2 separate regions of the Rattus norvegicus genome follow, and region 2 is linked to region 1. Evidence: chromatin contacts called from public Hi-C data. All regions are on one chromosome and are shown on one strand. Each heading gives the region's core, a stretch centred on a gene start, on an enhancer-like site or on the middle of the called end of the contact. The rest is flanking DNA. Distances are from core to core; before and after follow the strand shown.

Evidence for each region. A called contact is a pair of places that touch in the nucleus more often than the background predicts.
Region 2: a contact with region 1 is called in a Hi-C map of the A7r5 cell line, with 2.0 times the contacts expected there. The contact joins two enhancer-like sites. A contact is called at or near these places in 5 of 12 Hi-C or Micro-C datasets (the A7r5 cell line, Schwann cells, hepatocytes and 2 more) and 1 of 1 datasets of contacts at active chromatin or transcription factors (oligodendrocytes).

The regions. Positions count from the first base shown.
Region 1 is chr3:110,421,555-110,425,644 of GRCr8, reverse strand. All of the region lies in intron 1 of Abtb2 (ankyrin repeat and BTB domain containing 2), which reads right to left. LOC120101612 (a long non-coding RNA gene) reads right to left here. Exons shown (of 2, transcript XR_005502310.2): 1 at 1-4,090. Among named protein-coding and RNA genes, the nearest start is that of Abtb2, 14 kb to the right of the region's middle. Within about 2 kb of position 1,729, at least 13 of the 93 cell types and tissues checked have an H3K27ac peak or open chromatin away from gene starts, as enhancers often do.
Region 2 is chr3:110,483,155-110,487,159 of GRCr8, reverse strand. All of the region lies in intron 1 of Abtb2 (ankyrin repeat and BTB domain containing 2), which reads right to left. It overlaps LOC120101612 (a long non-coding RNA gene), which reads right to left. Exons shown (of 2, transcript XR_005502310.2): 1 at 1-4,005. Among named protein-coding and RNA genes, the nearest start is that of Abtb2, 75 kb to the right of the region's middle. Within about 2 kb of position 1,784, at least 33 of the 93 cell types and tissues checked have an H3K27ac peak or open chromatin away from gene starts, as enhancers often do.

The DNA of each region.
Region 1 (4,090 bases), core at 480-2,979:
CTTACAAGCACACCACCAGGTAGGCTCTCTGGATTCCCTTTTTACAGATGGGAGAACTGAAGTACAGAAAGGTTAAATTATTAGCTGTGTTATCTAGGGAAATGAGTGAATGGTCATGGGTTGAACCCAGGCCCCAAGTGTGAACAGATACTCTGTTCTCTCTATAGCTCAAGAGGCCTCTCTTGATTCCAAAGATATTCCTTCCAAATTTCCCCTTAGCCAAGAGCCCAACAAGGGCTCTGTTTGTCTCAATTCTCACAGCACAGGGGATAGAAGGTACACAGGGCACACGAGACACTCAAAACCTGGAACCCTGGGATACTTTCAAGAGTTTCCTACAGTCACCCAAGGTTTTGGTGGTAGCATCCCAGGTAGTGCTGACAGGCTGGCTCTGGGCAAGAGGCCCTTGAAAAAAACACACCCAGAGCATGGAAGGAACAGGCAGTTCCTCAGGGAAAGTGAACTCTAAAGAACAAACACTGTCTGATGTGACCAGGGGGCCATTCAATAAACCAGAGAGGAGATCCAGAGTCTGAAAGGAGACCCTAAACCAGAGGACACAAGTCCCAGTGACAGGAGCAGCAATAGTATCAACTCCATCCCTTTAGAGTGTCTAAGGGTTAGTCAGCTCTGCAACAGGCATTGTTCTATGCACATTTCACCATTTTGTTTAACCCTGGTGGAAACCCCATGAGGTATTTCCAAAACCATTTCACTGACAAGGGAACTTTTTCAGAGAAGCTAAGTGACTTGCCCTAGGCCACACAACTTAGAAACCATAAAACATAACCTTGTGTGAGAGTCCAAAGGTTAGAGCCACAAAAATCAATGACCTTAATCTCTCCTTCCATGAATCTTCCTGCTTCTGCAAACAGAGCGCTTTCTGAGAAGCTGGGGAGTAGTTAAAATGTTTAGACCCATGAAAACCCAGAAAGCTGGCCCAAGTGACCAGCTGGTGACCTACTGTCTAATGGCATGTTGTCTCATAGAACTGTCTGTGATGATGGACGTGCTCTATATCTGACTTGTCCAGCAGCACTGGGCATGCGCGCTGATGGCATACTGGAAAGGAGGCTTGTGTGTGAGCTGTTTAACCGTATCGGATTTTATTATGTTTAAAACTTAATGACCCACATGTGGCTACAGCCACATTATTGAGGAGTGACTTTAAAGCTTTCCATACATGGTCCTAGGCACCACAAGAAGAAGGCTGTGAGAAACCCCTGGCTTCCCTGGGGCAGCCCTTGTGTGAGTGAATAAAGAAAAATAAAACTCACTTCAGAGCAAGGCTTGGAAACTCTGCAGCCAGAGGAGAGAAACAGCCAAGTCCTAAACAAATGGCCTCTCACTACTCCCTCCCCCATAAGAGAAAAATTAAATGCAGAAAAGGCCCCAACTTAGTCACTCAGGAAAGGCTGCTACTTTCTGAGAGGACAGATGCTTCTGGCTTAGGATGACACAGGACTCAAGGACAGTAGAAAGGGAAGAGCCCAAAGAGTAAACAAGAAGAGGCCAGGCATTCTCTGAGGTGACATAAATCCAGAGGAAAATGGACTCAAGGAGCCAGAGGCCTCCAAACATTCTTCCCCTTGAACTATTTTAGGCAACCACTCAGTTTCTCGGAGGTTATTTCATTCACTTCATGGACAGAAGGTTCCAGCTTTAAATAGGCAGAGGAGCACCTCTAGCACAGCCCGTGTGGCAGGCCAGCACCCCACCAAGGCAGGCTATTTTAAGGCACCTAAATGGCTCCCTGTTCTAAGCATAAGGGGTGCTTGGGCCTTTACCAACCCCATCATTTCTTTGCTAATAAAATCGCCCTGTGCTTCTCTCCACCCAGGCACTCCTGAGGGAAGCAGGGAGGCAGCAGAGTGAAGAAGGACTCAAGCTAGGCCATCTTGTTTTTATCAATAATATCCAGGGGGTTCTCTGAGCGTCAAGTCTCTTCAGCAAGACTACATGCAATGAGTGAAGAGAATACATACAATAGCAGAACCACATGACCCAAGACATGTGAAACACACGGCCCAGGTACCCTGTAAAGCTCAGCACTGCATAGTTTACGTGCTGGACGTGGGAGTTGACACTATAGTCTGCTGGCTCCTCTGATAGAGGAGGATACATGTGTGGTTGGGAACCAAGAATCTGGAGGAAGGCTGCCTGGGTTTCATTATGTGACTTGTGAGACCTGAGCCGGTTACTTAACCTCTTTACACAGTTTCTGCATCCTAAAGATGTAATTAACAGAAGCTTTACCAGTAGATTAAACATCATGACCTCACGGCGGCACTGCCGCTTCAGATCTAACTTTGCCCTTCCCAGGTAAGCCCAGTACTCCAGGCTTCTCTTGGAGCTCTCTCGGGAACTCTGCAGTTGAAGAGAGATCCAAGCATCATAGCTAAGGGGTGAAGGAAAGCCATCAGCCTGGGTGGGGCAGAAGCAAGCACTCCAGAACAGTGATGCTCTGCCCACTAATAATAGCTAATGTCTGAGTGTTAGCCGTACACCAGACGTTCCCAAGCACTCTACCCACGCAATCGGAGCCCTTTTCCACACCATTTCCCTCAGAGTTTCTGAAGGAAAGGCCTTACATTAGTCACACACGCATTTATTCTTAAGCTTTCCAGGTGATGATACCATGAATCTATGGGTGGGAATTAATGAAAAAGCTACTTGATGGGAACTGTGATATCCCCATTTAATAGTAGAGGAAAACTGAGACGCCAGGTGGTCGGTCAGTGGCAACCATAAGATTCCATCCATATCTACCCTATGGCCCCACCTTCTGAGGAGCAGGCCCTTGGATACACACAGTATCTTATGAACACTCTTTCTGTATCAATCCTGACTCACTTGTCTGAATCCAAAGCTGCCTGAATATGGGGTCTAGTTTTTCCAAAAGTGAAGAACATGTATGTAAAGTAACAAGTAGTCCAAAGAGCAGGTGGACCTAACTAAACAGACCGCATGTTAATAATGGGAGACAGCAGAGCTCATTGCCTTCATGGAGGCTGTTGGCTGGCTCTGTCCCTGGAAGGGCAAATTAGCACAGCTATTCAATTTATTACACAACTGCAAAAGCGTAAGGTGGCCTCACCTCCTACCCAGCTTCCTACTTACTATCTCTGTAGGTTAAATTGGGGACAAACAGCCAAATCTATACTTGCGTCTCTGGCTTAGTGTTGCCCTTTCAATGCTTCAGTGAAGCCTGGCCCGTAAGCTTTACTGTCACTCAGTTTTTCCTCACATATGAGACTGCAGGTAAATACCATTGGCCCTGACTATAAACACATCCATGACCACCCTGGCCAAGTTCACCATTACCTTGTCTAAGTTCCCCCCTCTTTTACCTCAGTGATTGCAAAACCCTCTTACCCGATCACCTTATTTCTACACCTGATACTAAAGTCCATTCCCAACAGGGCAGAGAGAATATCCTTAAACTGCGAATCGATTGTGCCAACCAGCTCGTTCAGCACAGCAGTCAGCCTTAAAGACAGGGCACTGCTGTACCAAACATTGTGTTGTTTCCTCTTCTCCCTCCTTCTGTTCACGCTCATCTCAGTGCTCTCCACAGCAACCAGAACACTTACTATTCTCTCTACTGGGAGCTGCTTTCTGCAGTCATGAGGGCCCTCACTGTGGCTTCTCCATTTTGCCTCCTGTCCTCACTTTCAGCAGGGCCAGCACCTCCCTTTCAGGACTTTATTCATTTGTTCTGCCACGCTCCCTGGAACACTGCCCAGTCCACACAAAGTCTCCAGTAAATATTTGCTGAACAAATGATGCACCCCAAACTGAACTTTCCTCCCAGCTCCTAACCCAGTGCACTGTAACCACTTTCTCCTCAGAGACTAGCTAAGTAGACAATATCATCTGGGAGACTTTGCAAAGGTCCCAGGACAGGGGGCTATTCTGATGAGTCTCAGGCCAGCTTTACCCCAGGGCCTTGTACGACACTCCTGTATTGAATCCCAGCGCAGTTCTGGCTTGTCCTGCCTGCCCTGGGAGGATTAAGTCCAAAAGAACAGCTGTGAGCAATTTGCTTTCCAATTTTATCTCCATGTATAACTTGATCTTCCCAGCTCTG
Region 2 (4,005 bases), core at 535-3,034, 61 kb before region 1:
TTGCAGAGAGGCTGGGACGCTAGACAGATGTGGGAGACAAGGTAGGTGAGCTAGGCTTGCCTCTTTTCTTGTAGAGCAAGAAGCAGTTGGCCTTTACATCCCTATTGAAACAATCAGTTCATCCCCGGCCCCCCCCCCCCCCCCGTTCCCTCCCATCTGCTTGGAGGCTGAAGACCGTTCTCCACAATGACCTCCCCAGGGGCTGGCACCTGACTGGCTTTGCTCTAACAGTCTGCCAGAGAAGGGCTCCCATACCTTCTCTAAGGGATGACACTGGCCTTAGTCCCCAGCGAAAGTGTGGAGGGAGTCCTGGTGCCACACCTGACCTTCTAGTGGCAGCGTGGAGAGGAACCTGGATGAGAAGTACAGAGTATGGGGCTCAGGCTGCGAGGCTACCATGGGTCTGGCTCTCTCTAGCTCTCGCAGTCCTGGATCTTTCCTCTCAGAAGAGATCTGTAATTTGCTTGACCTCCATGACTAAATGGCCCCTCAAGTCTATGCTGCAGTCGGATCATGGTTCCTTCCCTGTGCTCTGGATCAGAAGAGAGGCTATCAGGTCGTACAGTGAGCATTTCTGTTCCAAAGCAGAGTATGTAGGAGTGAACCCATTCCTTTGGCTGTTATACTTTAAGGCCCACATTCATAGGAATTTGCCCAGATGTTCTGTGGAGGCCTTTCAAACTTGCTTAGAAAAAAATCTGGCTGTCAGTATCTAGCTGGTTGGATGGTTACTCTCTATATAGCTTTAGCTTTTTCTCCTTAATCTGACTAAAGAAACCCACAGAGAAGCTCAAAATCGATACACTGGCCAACTACAAAGCCCTCTTTGTTCTGGACCAGCCACTTCTAGAGCACTGAACTGTTCGAAGTCCAGGGTGGATATGACATTCCTGCCTGCAGCTGGGGCAATAGGGCCTGCAGCTGGGGCAATACTGCCTGCAGCCCCAGTCACAGCCCTCCCCACTGTGGCTCTGCTTCCTTATCCTGGGTGGAGGGCTCGGCTTCCTTTCCATCAAAGACTGCTCTGGCCTAAAGATTTTTCATGCCTCTATTCAACATCCTTGTTCACCAAAGTCAGCTTAGAGTGTGAGGATTGAGAAGATGTGTATACAAAGCTGGTTCTTCCACAACCAACTCAAGGCTTACCAAGTTACCTTACTTTCTTATGACTCAGTGGCTTCACCTAAAAGCAAACAGAAGAAAGGGTACCTGGCCTATTCTTGCCAAGAAGATGCAGGGAGAAGAGAAAAACAACACCTGAAACACTCTTAGAAGCAGGCTTTTAATGTCCTTAGGAAAGGAGTCATGGGCCATGGTTCCCAGGCATCCTGGCTGGGCCCTTTACCTTCCAGAGAGAGAGAGGTGGGGGGGGGTGCATAGTAAGGACAGCAGGCCCAAGCAGCATTCTAGTCACCAGAGGAGAGAAAGTCAACTAGGAGGAGGTGCTAAAGCAGACACCCTCAGCACAGTGAATCTTTCAACTTCTGGAAGATATACCAAGAAAAGTTCTCAGTCCATAAACAGATTTTCCTAGAGATGTCTCACAGAGTCCCTTCCCCTGGATACCTTCTATGAACTTTCTAGCAAACAGAAAGTCTCTGTGGGGATAGGTTAGAAAGAACACGGAGAGTCTGGTCCCATTTCTACCCCGCATTCATCATGGGATTTCAGAGTAGCTTTATCCTTCCTGGCCTTCATTTCCTCGTCTGTGAGCTGAGTCGGCGTAAAAGACTGAGCCCTTCTAGCCCTGGTGCAGTGTACGTCTTTAGCCTGCAGGAAAACAGTAGTGTGTCTTGTTATTTCTAAGCAAAGGCCCTAATTGTTCTCAACAGCCCTGAACTCCTCTATCTAAAATCCACAAGCTCTCTTCTCCCCTCCCTCCCACTATTCCTCCTTCCTCTGAGACCCACAAGACTGTTACAGAACATTCATTTATTTTTCTTTGGTGCTGGGGTTGAACACTCTGATGACTAAGCCATTGAATTTTAATATGCTACTGTGCTCCTGGGAGGATGCCTTCATCTCCCAGCCCCCATCCCGTCCCTGCACCCTGCAAGGACATGTGGTAGTCGTTAGGAAGAGTTTGATCAAGTTTAGGTTTTCAGGATGGAGAGGAGGGGGGAGGGCTGGTGGCCAGGCATGATAAATGGACACAACATTCAGAGGGCCACTTGGAAAATAAACATAAAGCCCCCTTTGAGCAAGCCCACTAAAAACAAACTCCCCCCAAAGCCATTCTCTATTTTGTGAGTGGAGGTGGGGGTGGGGGGATATGGGAGGAACCAAGAGGAGGCAGGGTTCTTTGGTTGAGGGCACAGAAACTATTGTATTGACAACTGCTAGACTATCAGACACTGCCCACCATGTGTCACAAATGGAACATCCTCCATGGCTAAAGCTGGTTTCTAGCTCATGAGTTCCTGGGAAACAGCAGCCCCAATTCTGACCTAATTCTCCAGAGAAATATGGTTCACTATGTCAGAGGTGGGCAATGCAATGATCCAGGAACATCCCGCTGGGGCTCAGTCTTGTCGACTTTAAGAAAGCCCCTCACAACAAATGACAACTTCCTTAACCTCTCTTTCTGGACATCTGCCACTCTCTGCCTCTGCCCCCAGCCACTCTCCCATTGTACTTTACATCCTACTTTAATTATCACCCGACCCTATTTCCACCTGACTTCTACCCCAGCAGAAAGAACCTTGAGTCCTGAAATGCTTGGTGGACTACAGCAAAGAATTACAGTGTTCTTAGGTGTGATGATGACGCTGCTCTGTTCTGGTGGTTAGGAGACTGAACGCAGGGCCTGGCTCTTGCTAGGCAACTCTGAGCCACATCTCCACCCGGGGCTGACACTGTTAAAAAGATACATAACTTAGTATGAAGGCAATGACATGAAACGGGAAACATGAGTAGTTCAGCTACAACAGCAAAGTGACAGGTGAGACAAGCTCTGACAGCTGGGGAGTTGGTGTGGTTACTACGCAGGAGTGTTCGCAGACAGCTCTTACACTTGTTTGAACGTTTGAAAATATTTGTGATATAGAAAAAGGCAAGCTGAGAAGAAGTCTCAGATCTCTCAATAGGAAGAGTCTACCTCCAACAAGTGGGTAAGTGGTGAATCTGATCAAAAGCCTAGCAGGGAGGAACGTGGCACCTCTACTCTCTGTGCCATTTAATGTTTGCTGCACAAGAGCTTGTACAGTGTACCTGGGAAGGAAATCATCAGTGACTCAGGCTCTCCAGGAAGCCACTGGAGGTTGCCCTTACAAAGCACCTTCCATGATGGGTTGCATTCGGAACGTCTCTACAGGGATCTCAGATGCGATCCTAAGAGGTGTGGCAGGGAGCTAAGAAAGGCCTCATGTTTTCCTTGAACTTCATTGTGTGTGTATGTTTATGTGTGTGGAGGTCAGAGGACAACTGTGTGTAGTCAGCTCTCCACTTCAATCCTTACATCATTTCTTGGAACTGAGCTCAGCTTGCCAAGCCTGACGGTGGCAAGGCCTTTACCTTGCTAGCCTTAGGTTTGTTTGTTTTTATTGGATATTTTTAATTTACATTTCAAATGTTATCCCCTTTCCCAGTTTCCCCTCCAGAAACCTGCTATCCCCTCATCCTCCCCCTGCTTCTTTCTAAGAATGCTCTCCCACCCGACCACTCCCTCCCAACTCCAAGCCCTGGCATTCACCTACACTGGGCCTTCACAGGACCAAGGGCTTCTCCTCCCACTGATGTCAGACAAGGCCATCATCTGCTACATATGGGGCTGGAGCCATAGGTCTATCCCTGTGTTTCTTGGGATGGTGGTTTAGTCCCTGAGAGCTCTGGGGGTTCTGGTTGGTTGATATTGTTGTTCTTCTTATGGGGTTGTAAACCCCTTCAGCTCCTTCAGTCTTTTCTCTAATTCCTTCATTGGGGACCCTGTTCTCAGTTCAGTGGTTGGCTGCGAGCATCTACCTTTGCGTTTGTCATGCTCTGGCAGAGCCTCTCAGGAGACAGCTA